Linked DNA regions of Hordeum vulgare: region 2 is linked to region 1. A link is a contact called in public Hi-C data. All regions are on one chromosome and are shown on one strand. The core of a region is the stretch at or near the end of the contact, and the rest is flanking DNA. Distances in the headings are between cores, read along the strand shown.

Region 1 (6,753 bases), core at 2,583-5,082:
TCTCCGGCCGCGGCGTGCGCGGCGTGGTCGGCGGCGGGGTGGACGCCCTGGCAGCCGGCGCCGGCGGCGTGCGCGGGGAGGCCGGGATGGCGCACTGCGGGGTGGTCGGGGACGCCGGCGCGACGGCCAGCCGGCTCGCCGCCGAGGGCGAGCGCGGCGGCGTCGCGCGGGACAGCGGGCTCGACGGCGTCGTGCGCGGCATGGTGTGGCGAGCCGGGGCGCGGGAAATGAGACGGCAGCGAGTCCTCGGAGGGTTTAAACCCGAGCGAGCGAGCGCGACGTGACGGCATGCACGCTGGTTCGAGGTGGTGCACCGTGCACGACGTGGTGGCAGAACACCGACACACGTACTCACAGCAGCCATGGGCGCCGAGGATTTTGGGGCTGATTAGTTCATGCTGCAATCTGCGGTTTGACCACCTCATGATGTGGTGACGAGGACATCCATCATCACATTTTTCTTTTCTTTTGCACATATCCATCATCACTTCTGATAGAATACCTTATTTCGTTTGTTCGTGGCAGCCCACTTTGCATTCCGTCGATATATATTGACAATGACTCTATGGATATATTTCTCTACTGGACTCTACTGGACTTTGTTCCTGGTACCGCAGACATGTTCGTTTTGTTATGCTCCGGAACAGTTCATCCTGGATCACTGTAGAATAGAGAAGAAAAATAAAACTGTGTGGAGCGGGTTGTAATATCATAGCAAGTGTGGTTGGATGAACGACAAATTGGGGGTTCCATATTCAACACATTAGCAGCAGTGAAGCCATCAAACCACATGGGTCATATATCTCGTGCTTCCAACATTATTCAACACGATACATGTTTTTTAAAGGCTCTACAGCATTGGCTCATACAGAGACATGTTGCCAGTTTGTCAGAGTCCAAATTCCGCATGCTCACAAAGTCGCAATAAGTAGACTAATGCAGCAATGCTCTAAGTCTCCAATCTGTTTCCAGTGATTCAGTACTTTCATCAACGTCAAGGCAGCGCTAGGATATGCCGTGCTTGAGAAGCAAGCTACATCTCGCCGCACTCACTTATGACGCAGGCAAGCTTCGGACGGTTGTTTGGCCCAGTCGCCACGTTCTCAATCTTCCGCAGCACGAGCAGACCATCTCCCAGCACCCTCTGAGATGGCATAACAAGGCATTAGTTAGTTATAAACCCATGTAGTACTGCCATTGAAAGGCAGAGGGCAGCTTACAGTTTAGCACACAAGGATACATTTACTTGTGAACTGTAATAGGTGATGCTGGTACCAAATAATGATGCATTAAAATTAAGCACCTCTTACCCCGAAAACCACGTGCTTGTTGTCTAGCCATTCACACTTTGCACAAGTTAAAAAGAACTGCAAAGCAGATGGTAGAAAATAAGATTTCGTTATTCTAGAAGATATATACAGTAAAATCTAACTGGAAAATATGTGAAAGGAGATTGGTGGTATAGACAAGAAAGGGCAAGTCCAGATATGAGCAGATAAGAACAACACCACTATAACATCACAACAAATTGGTAACATAGCACACATTCAGATCATGCTGAAATGAAAAGAAATAATAGTTTAAAAGATGAAAGTACCTGAGATCCATTAGAGTTAGCTCCACTGTTCGCCTGAAAAATAAATTAACATACATTTAGATCCATATAAGATGGGATTTAATAAAATATTTCTTAAACAAATTAATGAATATCCCTTATCATTGTGCAACACACTGCTGAGAAAAGAAAACGAAACACTAGTAGCCATTTAAACTAAAACAGAACTATTCTAGTGTAAAACCAGCTAAATAGTAAGCCCAAGGTGGATGCTTCTTTTTAAGTAACCATGAGAAAAAGGCACCCACGAGGATTAAGAAATCAATACTCCATAAAAGAGATCTGGAAACACATCACCATTCACCATGAATTAAAATAATGCATTGCCATGAGATTGCCCCAGTCCGTTTTGATGTAGGTCAAACCTAACCTAGCCTACTACAAATGTTGAAAGTGACCACCTAAAATGCCAAATTTAGATCATTCACTTTATATTGTGCACCGTATCTCAATAATTATGTACACCATTTGAAGGCCGCCATAATAAAAGAGGTTTGCTAATTTGAGCATATATTCTGGTCACTCAGTGAGCAGAAGTCCCATACAGAAGGAGAAGGTACATCAGAGACCTGATAAAAAAGGAAAATATACAAAATACATGGAGTGGAAGGAAATTTTATACAAACATAACTAAGACATTAGGCCAAGCAGTAGATCTCTTGCAAATGAACATGGCATTAGCAAAGTAACATCTGACAATAGTTTCAATTAGGAAAATGAGATAGAGAGAAGAATACCATGGAGAGCAGGCCAGGACCAGTATGCTTCGCAATGAAATTTTCATCATCAAATTTGGTACCATATATTGATATGCATCCACTACCATCACCCTACAGGACATGAAGGAACTTTAGTTTACACCAAACAAACCCTACAGGACATGAAGGAACTTTAGTTTACACCAAACAAACCCTACAGGACATGAAGGAACTTTAGTTTACACCAAACAAACCCTACAGGACATGAAGGAACTTTAGTTTACACCAAACAAACCCTACAGGACATGAAGGAACTTTAGTTTACACCAAACAAACCCTTCAGTTCTGAGCACAAATTACTCAGGAACAGTTGGTCACTCAAAACTAAATTGTAATAAGCCATAGAGGCTCAAAGCAAGATGCACCATTTTACCAAATAATTCAATAGCTCAAGTCAAGTTGCATCAATGCACATAAATGCCACAGTCCAAAACAGCATGCCTAAAAGATTATGTTAATTTATGTTGTTGATGCATTGAGCAACAGTATGGCACAAACCTTTACGAAGTCACCTCCCTGAATCATGAAATCTTTGATCACTCGATGGAACTGACAACCCTTATACCCCTGTGGAATAGCTGACTTCCTGCAATCAGCATGTTGAAATTAAGCATAGCTGCACACCAAATAAAGCTACTAATGCAAGTATGCAACCATCCAAAATTGCAGACTTGCAGTTGCCAGTTATTGTTTTATTTACAGTGTCCTGAATGAAGCAAATAACAACCACTGCCCGCTAAGAAAAGGAACAGTCAAACTGTTTATGTTCGCACCTATGTGATGACTATCAATGTAAGAAGTACTAATTACATATTTAAAAAAACATTCAATCAAATGTGCAAAAGGAGAAAGCATTCAACAAAGTTACCCATGATACACACAAACACAAACTTAAGCAACACTCACACAAGGAAGGTAAATGTTCAAGTCAGAAAGGAATTCAGGGTTGCAGAATTAGCCTCAGAAATAAGCATACTATCGGCAATCACGATAACCAATCGCCGGGCATACATCTAATTCTCACCTGTACTCGCCAGTGCAGAACTGCCTGCAACAAAAAGAACAAACAGAGCAGAGATCCGTCAGCAGCAGAAGCGATAAATCAAACGGAACCTAGGGTTTAAGGGTGGGGCGGCGAGGGCGCGGCTACCTGAAGTTCTCGGCGGTCTTGGGGACGAGGTCGGCGAAGAGCTCCATCTTGATGCGGCCGGCCGGGATGGAGCCGATGGTCACGTCGAAGAACACCACCGGGTTCTTCGGGTTCGGCGGCCGCTGGTGCCACTCCACCGACGCCGGCGCCGGGGCCGGCGGCGTAGGCCCCGCGGAGATGGCTGACGCCATGCCTGTCGGCGCTCGAGGTAAGGTCGTGGAAGCTTCTGGAAGGTTCGGGAGCCGAGGGGGGGCAAAAGAAGCCTCGAGTTCGAGAGGGAGAGGCCGGCGGCGCGCTAGGAGGACGGAGGCGGGCCAATATGCGCCAAGATTCGTGCCAGAGAGACGAGCGTCCCGAACGTTCGAGACACGTCGGCTAAGATCCGTCTCACCGCCATGTGGGCCCGGAGTCGGTCACCGGGGCCACGCGTCAGCCGGCTATCCGTTCCGAAGTCGGTAAGAAAGGTATCTCCACCCTTAATAAGGAGGAGAGGAGAGGAGGAAAGAAGCTACCCCCAAATCGATTTGGAGTTTTCGACCAGACACCAACCGAGCCCCCAACCAGACCGAAACCAAACCCTAGGCGGCGGCGGCGGCGGAGATGGCGGCGGCGAGCTTGAGGAAGGGGAACGCGAGGCTGCCGCCGGAGGTGAACAGGGCGCTGTTCGTGCGGAACCTGCCGTTCAACATCTCGAGCGAGGAGATGTACGACATCTTCGGCAAGTACGGGGCCATCCGGCAGATCCGGCTGGGCAACGCCAAGGACACGCGGGGGACGGCGTACGTGGTGTACGAGGACATCTACGACGCCAAGAACGCCGTCGACCACCTCTCGGGCTTCAACGTCGCCAACCGCTACCTCATCGTGCTCTACTCGCAGCTCAACAAGATGTCCAAGAAGACGGACATCAAGAAGAAGGAGGACGAGATCACCAGGCTCCAGGAGAAGTACGGCATCGGATCCAAGACCCCCTCCGCCAACGACGCCTGATCCTACCCAGCAGATGTGCTGCTCCGTGTTTAGTTTAGAAATCGTCGACAGAAACTGTCTGTAATCTGTGCTTGGCCGCGGTATGTTTTGTTTGCGGTGGTTCGGTATCGATGATGAACCTGATTCGATTGATAGCATTTGTCCTGTGTTTTGATGTAACTTGAATTTGGTACTTCAATTAGTAAGTAGTAATATCTATGCTGTGGATGTCAATGATCCTAGTGTTCGCTTGGAATTTTTGATATGCGCATGATTGTTCAGATACATGGAGCACCTGAATTCTATTTAGACAACCAAATTTGTGGTATAGCGAGGGTCTGTGTTGCTTGATGATACAAATTACAGTGGATGTCAGTGATCTGTTAAAGAGGGGTGTATCCAGTGTAGCCTCTTTGTTAATGCTCATGCTATGTGATTTTACTTTATGGTTTGCTAGTGCTGATTGTGCTATGCAAACTTGCTGCTATGTAGTACTTCCTCTGCTCCTAAATATTTGTCTTTTTAATATTTAGGAACGGACGGAGTATTAGGGCCTCTTTGATTCGTAGGATTCTCAAAATGCAGGAATAGAAAAAACATAGGAATAGAGTGGCACGTCCTTTTCTACACTACAGAATTTGGAAGTGTGTTTGATAGCATAGGAAAAACAATTTTTTTTTACAAAGAGGTTTGAGTGGATGAAAATTTTCCTTCAAAATGTAGTACAAATGAATCCTATGAAAAAATTCCAAAGGATTTCAATCCTACGAATCAAACGGCCATCGTAGGAAAAAATCTTAAGGATCCAAATTCTCAAAAATTCAATGAAATTCCTTTGTATCAAAGGAGCCCTAAGTGTTTTCATGGGTTTCTTAAGCGATATGTCTGGTCTAGTTCAAGCCCACTTTCCTCTAGCTATTTGGATCTGTCATGTTCATTGTGGGATGGCCGTTTCTTAAATTTACAGAGTATGATCTTGGGGTATGCTTGAACTTGTGTATTTGGGGAATTGTACTGTCTATTTGGTTTGTGTAAAGAGGCCTGATCCCAATTTGCTTGAATAGAATAGATGTCTACTAGATTTTCTGAGGTTGGTAAACATAGCATGTTTGCCTCCAAAAATCACACATGTACATTTCATAGTTTGTTTGCCTGAGAGTGCTAACGGGAGTTTTGGCTATCACTATAGTTTCAGAAGATGAAAAGAGTTTCTGTTGTTTAAGTTCTTCAACAACAGAAAATGGGCATTTATTTCAACAACAAAAGAGAGAGAGGGAAATACACAACATAGTCCTCTTTCTTTAGGTTTCAGCAACTCTTGATGCAACATACAGGTGGCACACACTGGTATTATTAGCAATCCAGCGAGAATAAGATGAACATATTCAGCAAGATGGGCCAGGAGAGTTAAGTCGAAGCGGCTCTGTTTGAATCAAACATATCAAGGGATAGAGTAAAGTGTATGCCAATATTATTCCATGAAACGAACAGTTTAACCAATGACATCGGATACACGATTATATTCTATTTTCGTTACAGGAATTCCTCAACTGGAAACTCCACTTGATATCAAAACAGCGACTAGCTAGTATTCATCATCTGTTTACTTGTCGCCATTCTTGAACACGGCAGCTAGACCCAGCGGCCAGTTGAATTTCGTTGACATGTCCTGCCTGGCCGCCTTGGAAGCCCTACAGTACAAAGCAAAGATGAGACCATCAAGTGTAATAGGATAGTCCTACTGAACATATGGTTAACCAATAAGAAGAATTCAGGACATGGAACCAAAAGGAGAAGCGTATCGCGTATTATTCTACAACCTAAAGAAACTATTAGCAAAGGCAGTCTGTGGTGACCCCAGCTGTTCTGTTTTGACTGAAGTTTCGCTCTCGTTGGACCTTATTCACATTTCAACTTCGTATGGAGATCATCATACCATATACTCCCTCCGTCCCAAAATTCTTGTCTTAGGTTTGTCTAGAAATGGATGTATCAAAATACTAAAACATGACTAGATACATTCATATCTAAACAAATCAAAGACACGAATTTTGGGACGGAGGGAGTACTTGACAAATGCAGTGCAGCATAAAAGTAACACCCAAGGATAGGTACAGGTACATTGGAATAACCATGCTAACTGCAAAGAATGCATTTAACATTGAAATCACCAAGTAAAGGCCACAGGCAAATATGCAATGAGATACATAGGTAAATAGGTTCACAATAGAGACTCCTGAACATTGCAAATGGGGATCTCT
Region 2 (6,753 bases), core at 2,171-4,670, 210 kb after region 1:
CTCTAATGCATCTCTTGTATGGCAATCCCTACTCATTCACATTGATATCTATTAATGGGCATCTCCATAGCCTATTGATACGCCGAGTCAATGTGACCATCTCCTCCCTTTTTGTCTCACAACCACCACCACACTCTATTCCACCTATAGTGCTATATCCATGGCTCGCGCTCATGTATTGCATGATAGTTATAAAAAGCTTGAGAAAGTAAGAGTGTGAAAACAATTACTTGGCCAATTCCGGAATTGTGCATGATTTACATTAGTTGTGTGAGGATGATGGAGCATAGCCACACTATATGATTTTGTAGGGATAACTTTCTTTGGCCTTGTTATTTCGAAAGTTCATGATTACTTTGCTAGTTTGCTTGAAGTATTAATGTTTTCATGTCAATAGCAAACTATTGTTTTTATTCTTACGGATCTAAATATTCATACCACGTGAAAGAAGTTGCAAAGGACAACTATGTTAGGTAGCATTCCACATCAAAAATCCATTCTTTATCACTTCCCTACTCGAGGACGAGCACGAGTTAAGCTTGGGGATGTTTGATACGTCTCCAATGTATCTATAATTTTTGATGCTTTCATGCTATTATCTTGTCAAACTTTGGATGTTTTGCATGCCTTTTATTTATTTTCTAGGACTAACTTATTAGTTCAGTGCCAAGTGCAAGTTCCTGGTTTTTTTCATGTTTTTACCCCTTTCAGAGGAGATTTTGAAACGAAGTCCAAACGGAAGAAAATCCCCGAAAAGATTTTTTCTGGAACGGAAGAAGATCGGGGGACTTGGGAGCCAAGCCAGAAGAGCCTCAGGGGCCCCACAAGCCCCCACCCCGCGGCCAGGGGGGCGCCATGTAGGCTTGTGGGCCCCCTGGAGGTCCCCTGACCTAGATCTTGTGCCTATAAATTCCCAAATATTCCCAAAAAAATCAGGGGAGCATCGTAATCACTTTTCCGCCGCCGCAAGCTTCTGTCTCCGCAAGATCCCATCTGGGGCATGTCCTGGTGCCTTGCCGGAGGGGGATTCGGACACGGAAGGCTTCTCCATCAACACCATGACCTCTCTGATGATGCGTGAGTAGTTCACCATAGACCTACGGGTCCATAGCTAGTAACTAGATGGCTTCTTCTCTTTCTTGGATCTTCAATACAAAGTTCTCCATGATCTTCATGGAGATCTATCCGATGTAATCTTCTTTTGCGGTGTGTTTGTCGAGATCCGATGAATTGTGGATTTATGATCAGATTATCTATGAATCTTATTTGAGTTTCTTCTGATCTCTCTTATGCATGATTTCATATCCTTGTAATTCTCTTCGAGTTGTGGGTTTTGTCTGGCCAACTAGATCTATGATTCTTGCAATGGGAGAAGTGCTTGATTTTGGGTTCATATCGTGCGGTGACCTCACCCAGTGACAGAAGGGGTAGCGAGACACGTATCTTGTTGCTGCCATCAAGGGTGAAAAGATGGGGTTTTCATCATTGGTTTGAGATTATCCCTCTACATCATGTCATCTTGCTTAAAGCGTTACTCTGTTCGTCATGAACTCAATACACTAGATGCATGCTGGATAGCGGTCGATGTATGGAGTAATAGTAGTAGATGCAGAAAGTATCGGTCTACTTGTCTCGGACGTGATGCCTATATGCTAGATCATTGCCTTAGATATCGTCATGACTTTGCGCGGTTATATCAATTGCTCGACAGTGATTTGTTCACCCACCATAATACTTGCTATTTTGAGAGAAGCCTCTAGTGAACACTATGGCCCCCAGGGTCTACTGCACACCATATCTTCAACCTTACACTTTTTACTTCGTTGCACTTTCCGCCTTCAGATCTCACTTTGCAAACAATCTTGAAGGGATTGACAACCCTTTGAAGTGTTGGGTGCAAGCTTGTTTGTGTTTGCGCAGGTACTCTGAACTTGATGAGACCCTCCTTCTGGATCGATACCTTGGTTCTCAAACTGAGGGAAATACTTACTGCTCCTGTGTTGCATCACCCTTTCCTCTTCAAGGGAAAACCAACGCAAGCCCAATCTCCGTCAACGTGTCAATTTCTGGCGTTGTTGTTTGAGAAGTAGCAATCTCGCGCACTATCGCCATTCCCTGCTCCCAAAGCTCCAGCGCCCCGGCTCCCCTTTCCTACCCTCACAATGCAAGGGAGAAGGAAGCCGTGGAGGAGGTTGGGGAGGGTGAGAATCCACGACCATGGGGAAAGACCAACTCCAAGAAGGAGGATAAGCGGGATGCAGCGTCGATCACCTTGATCGCAACTGTGAAGGGCATGATGACCAAGAAGGATTCAAGGGAGGAGAAGCGCCGACAAGACAAGGAAGAGCAAATGAACGCCTTCATGGAGATTCAAAGGAGGATGCTTGAGATGGAGGCGGAGAAGCAAACCAAGATGCTTGAGATGGAGGCGGAGGAGCAAGCCAAGATGCTAGAGATCGAGGCCGCCAATGCCGAGACCAAGGCGAAAGAAGTGGCACTCGCTAGCATGATGACGGGAGTGGAGATCATGAAGGTGGATCTCAACACCGTGTCGCCAAGGAAGAGGCCGTGGTTCGAGAAGATGCAGTCCGACATGCTCAAGTTCAACGATGAGTGATATCTATGGCGGCGAGCGCCATCCTTTTTGTATGTTGGCAAGTGTGCTCGCATGACCACGATCGTGATGGCGTGGTCGAACTCCCGTCCCTTTTTGTGTGCTCGCATGTATGTTAGTCGCTGGCAAACGCGCCAGCATGAACTGTGTGGTGTTTTCTGAAGCTGGCATTATATGTCGGCCGCTGGCATGGTGTCGACATGAACTTTGGGCGACGACATGATCGTAGGCTTGATCTACGACCGCGGGCCTTTTCAAATGTGTGTGCGGATATAAAATGGGTCGCGGGTGTTGGACGCACCGTCGATCCAAATCTTAAATTGTGCGGACACCAAGCGAATGACAGACCCAAACGGACAAAAAACGGACAAAATCGTCGTGTGTTTGGATCGGGGTGTTGCATTTGCTCTTAGGGCATGTACAATGCATAGTCTCACGATGATGCCTCGTATGTCATATCGGATTGGATGTCAGGAAAAGTATGTTCGAATAAAGAAGCGGGATCTTTGCACTAGGCGAGTGCTTGGAGAGAAAAAATGTGATCCGATGTAAAAAACTGAAAAAGTTAGAATGAAAAGTATAGATGCATGTGTATTAAAATCTTTATTTTTATTTTTTAATGAGTCACATTGCTGGTATCTTCAATATAAATACCTTAATCTACATTTTATTATAAAACATCTGTATCCATATAACATCATTGAACATGCTCTTACCATCGTGGATATCCCATGGCAAAATAATTGTTGTGGCAATGGAAAAGGTGTCGATAGAGCGAGACGCGTTCAACCGACGCGACCCGTACAACACAAAGCGCTGGCTCTCCTCCCTCGCGTCGCTTAAATACGACGCCGCAGGCCCCAACGCCTGGCCACTCTCTCCCCCCTTCTCTCTCGCGACCCCCTGTTTCCGCCCCCCTTCTCCGGCTCCGGCGCCGGCGAACCCACCGCGGATCGAGCGGTTCCTCCGATCAGGTGAGCGACCCCCGCCCCGGATCCACCCCATCTCCCTCCCTCCCTCCCTTCCTCCATTCGCGAGATCCGTCCGTCCTGGCGGTGGATCACGCCGAGCGGGTCGCCGGTTCGGTAGATCTCGTAGGGATCCATGCCCAATCCCGCACCGACGTGTCCTCGCCGCGCGCTGGATCCGCCCGCGGATCCCGTGCCCGGCGCGCAGATCGCGGGGCCGGGCGCATGGCGATCGGTGATCCCGCGGCCGTTCGGTTGGGGCCCGGATCTGGCGCGCCGCGTGTAGATCTAGCGAAATGGGACTCCGTCTGACCCGTGGGGATCGTGATTCTGTGTTGCAGGAGAGACAAACCGAGAGGAAGAGCACCTACGCGGGAGGAGAGGAGATGGGGCTCACGTTTACCAAGCTGTTCAGCCGCCTGTTCGCCAAGAAGGAGATGCGGATCCTGATGGTGGGTCTCGACGCAGCCGGAAAGACCACCATCCTCTACAAGCTCAAGCTCGGCGAGATCGTCACCACCATCCCCACCATCGGTGAGCACCGATCCCGCGCGCGCATCGCGTGATACATGCCTATTTATTTATACCAGTTTTTTTTCCTTATGTTGCGAATCTGTAGCGGAACATGCAAATGCTTGGCAATGTGATCCCGGCAGGTGCTATTTTCAGACACAAGTTTGGCCAAGAAAAAACAGCTACAGTATCAATTTGAAGCTACCAATGTTTAGGGAGTTTCTGTTCATTAGGATCTCTGTACAGGTCACGATTGGTGCACCTTTGTTCATAGAGATATATTTACAAAACTACACACAAGTCTCAGATTTACCAGTTGGTCCATATTTTTTAACCATGTGAACATAAGAAAATTGATCCTGAGCTAGATGTCCTTTTGTGAAGTTTTGGTTACTTTGGTATGGTCAAATTTCCCTTTAAACAAATGCCTATATGCTAACTGGAAGTCATTGATAGTAACAAACAAATGCCTATATGCCAACAGGAAGTCATTGATAGTAACGCTCACGCAGTTTTGGAGCATCCAGTGAGTAATTAAAAGCCACTACAACCAGCTAGCTACCCTATCTCAAAACACACCGAAGTTGACTGAATATTGCCTTTTTAAAATTGACCGCTTGCTTCGTATGTCATTGGATGATAGTATTTGCCAGTATAATATCCTCGTGTGCATTTTATGGATTGCGCTAAAAGGCAAGACTGTCTTGTTCTTTCATGCAAATTATGTTATATACTAAAGGTCAGATTTGGACGTTTGTTAATCTGCAACATGTTTTCTCTATTTTTCTCAAAAGTGTCTTGCCTCCAAATACAGGGTTCAATGTTGAAACTGTGGAGTACAAGAACATCAGCTTCACTGTCTGGGATGTCGGGGGTCAGGACAAGGTACATAGATAACGTACTCTGCACCATTGAACTGAATTATTTTGTACTCCACCTGCCATGGATCATGTACTAGTATCTCACAAATTTCTAATCTACTATGGAACAATATAGGCCCGTATATTCCTTATCTGAATTTGTCACACATCTTTTTGTTAAAATGGGGGCTAATGTTTAGCCATGTTTGTAAAAACAGATCAGGCCACTGTGGAGGCATTACTTCCAGAACACGCAGGGTCTCATCTTTGTTGTTGACAGCAACGATAGGGACCGTGTTGTTGAAGCAAGGGATGAGCTCCACAGGATGCTGAATGAGGTAAATTCTTACACTCTACAACGGGTCCCATCTTCAATACTTGTTGTACTTTGTCCTGGTGATTTTGAGTGCTCACAGTTCACATGTTCACTGGCTGCAGGATGAGTTACGTGATGCTGTGCTGCTTGTGTTTGCTAACAAGCAAGATCTTCCAAATGCCATGAATGCTGCTGAGATCACTGATAAGCTTGGCCTGCACTCCCTTCGCCAGCGACACTGGTAGCCATACGCAGACTTCCCTTGCTTGTCTTTTCTGTATTTTAAGATAGATATGACTGTCATCCTTGTGTCATTATAACTGGCTCAATCCCCCCCAACTAACCCATATAATTTCTTGTTTGTGTGAAGAAGATGAAATTCCTGTCTGCCATTTGGCTTGGTAATGCATATTGCTTTGGTAATACAGCAGACAACTTGATGAATTGCTGTTCTTGTTTGCAGGTACATCCAGAGCACTTGTGCTACAACAGGGGAGGGACTGTATGAAGGCCTGGACTGGCTGTCCAGCAACATTGCCAACAAGGTATGCCTAGATTTTCCTTGTCAGCGGACTGCAAAACATCCTCTTCTCCATGTGCAAAATTAATGACAGGCTTCTTTGTCGGTCTATTAATCTCGTCCATTTTAACGTGTGCTTGCAGTCCTAAATTTTCGTCAAGATTTTGAAAGAGCTAGGAGCGCTTTGGATGGATGATTCAATCACCGGGTACCTAGGGATTGTGTTGGGATGGGATGGTGCTATGCTATTCCCGTATGTACTGTGTATTTTCCTGAGATCAACAGTTACCGAGCTCCGGCTGTGGTTTCACTGTCATACTATTGTTTTATTGTATTTTGAGCCCTAAGATGTTTCTGAAGTAAACAGCTAAAGAGAGTCCTGTTCAATTTCGTAATAAGTGTTCAAGCATCTATCTGTCTATCTATCTATGCATGTATATATTCAGCACCGCTCCACTTTTATTTGCGCATTTGTTTATAGCACTCGGCTGGGCGAACACAATGTTGTAAGTGCGGTCTTCTTCAACCTCACACTCACACCACACCATGCCACAGGTGATGGCCATGGTGGTGGGGCTGATGAATGCGCTCCCTGGAGTGAGATGGTAGACCTTGGCGAAGTAGTATGATATGCGTTTCACGTTACTTTGATCAGGAAATGCATGGAGCTGCTCAAAGGCAAACCTCAGAAAGAGCAGATCACATGGCAAGGCGAGAAAAGGTCCCTTGTGTGAGCAATATGACAACCTCACGTCGCCTGTCTGTCATTACAACTCCAAGGTTCTCACCTAAGTCGGCATACAAAGTTCATACTGATTTCATAGCACTGGGAAAGGATAATCAGGTGCGGATTGGAAGGAGAAAGTTAGGATAATATAACTCTTGGCGTACAGCACTCCCACAGCATTGGATGTAGCGGAACATTACCCTTGGCGTACAAATGTCGCAAGGCGGCGGTGTGG

Evidence for each region. A called contact is a pair of places that touch in the nucleus more often than the background predicts.
Region 2: a Hi-C map of seedling shows a contact between it and region 1, with 2.3 times the contacts expected there. The contact joins the promoter of LOC123452946 here to the promoter of LOC123452941 in region 1. A contact is called at or near these places in 2 of 6 Hi-C or Micro-C datasets (leaf and seedling).

The regions. Positions count from the first base shown.
Region 1 is chr5H:558,984,053-558,990,805 of MorexV3_pseudomolecules_assembly, forward strand. LOC123452941 (peptidyl-prolyl cis-trans isomerase CYP22) reads right to left here and starts at 3,833. Exons shown (of 7, transcript XM_045129686.1): 1 at 3,524-3,833; 2 at 3,398-3,421; 3 at 2,872-2,959; 4 at 2,353-2,445; 5 at 1,598-1,630; 6 at 1,311-1,367; 7 at 774-1,144. The coding sequence starts at 3,714. The coding sequence ends at 1,034. It overlaps LOC123452942 (splicing factor 3B subunit 6-like protein), which reads left to right and starts at 4,023. Exons shown (of 1, transcript XM_045129687.1): 1 at 4,023-4,726. The coding sequence starts at 4,124. The coding sequence ends at 4,513. LOC123452943 reads right to left here. Exons shown (of 2, transcript XM_045129688.1): 2 at 5,900-6,183. The coding sequence ends at 6,096.
Region 2 is chr5H:559,197,885-559,204,637 of MorexV3_pseudomolecules_assembly, forward strand. LOC123452946 (ADP-ribosylation factor) reads left to right here and starts at 3,421. Exons shown (of 7, transcript XM_045129692.1): 1 at 3,421-3,588; 2 at 3,924-4,116; 3 at 4,910-4,980; 4 at 5,174-5,293; 5 at 5,394-5,512; 6 at 5,735-5,816; 7 at 5,935-6,202. The coding sequence starts at 3,969. The coding sequence ends at 5,940.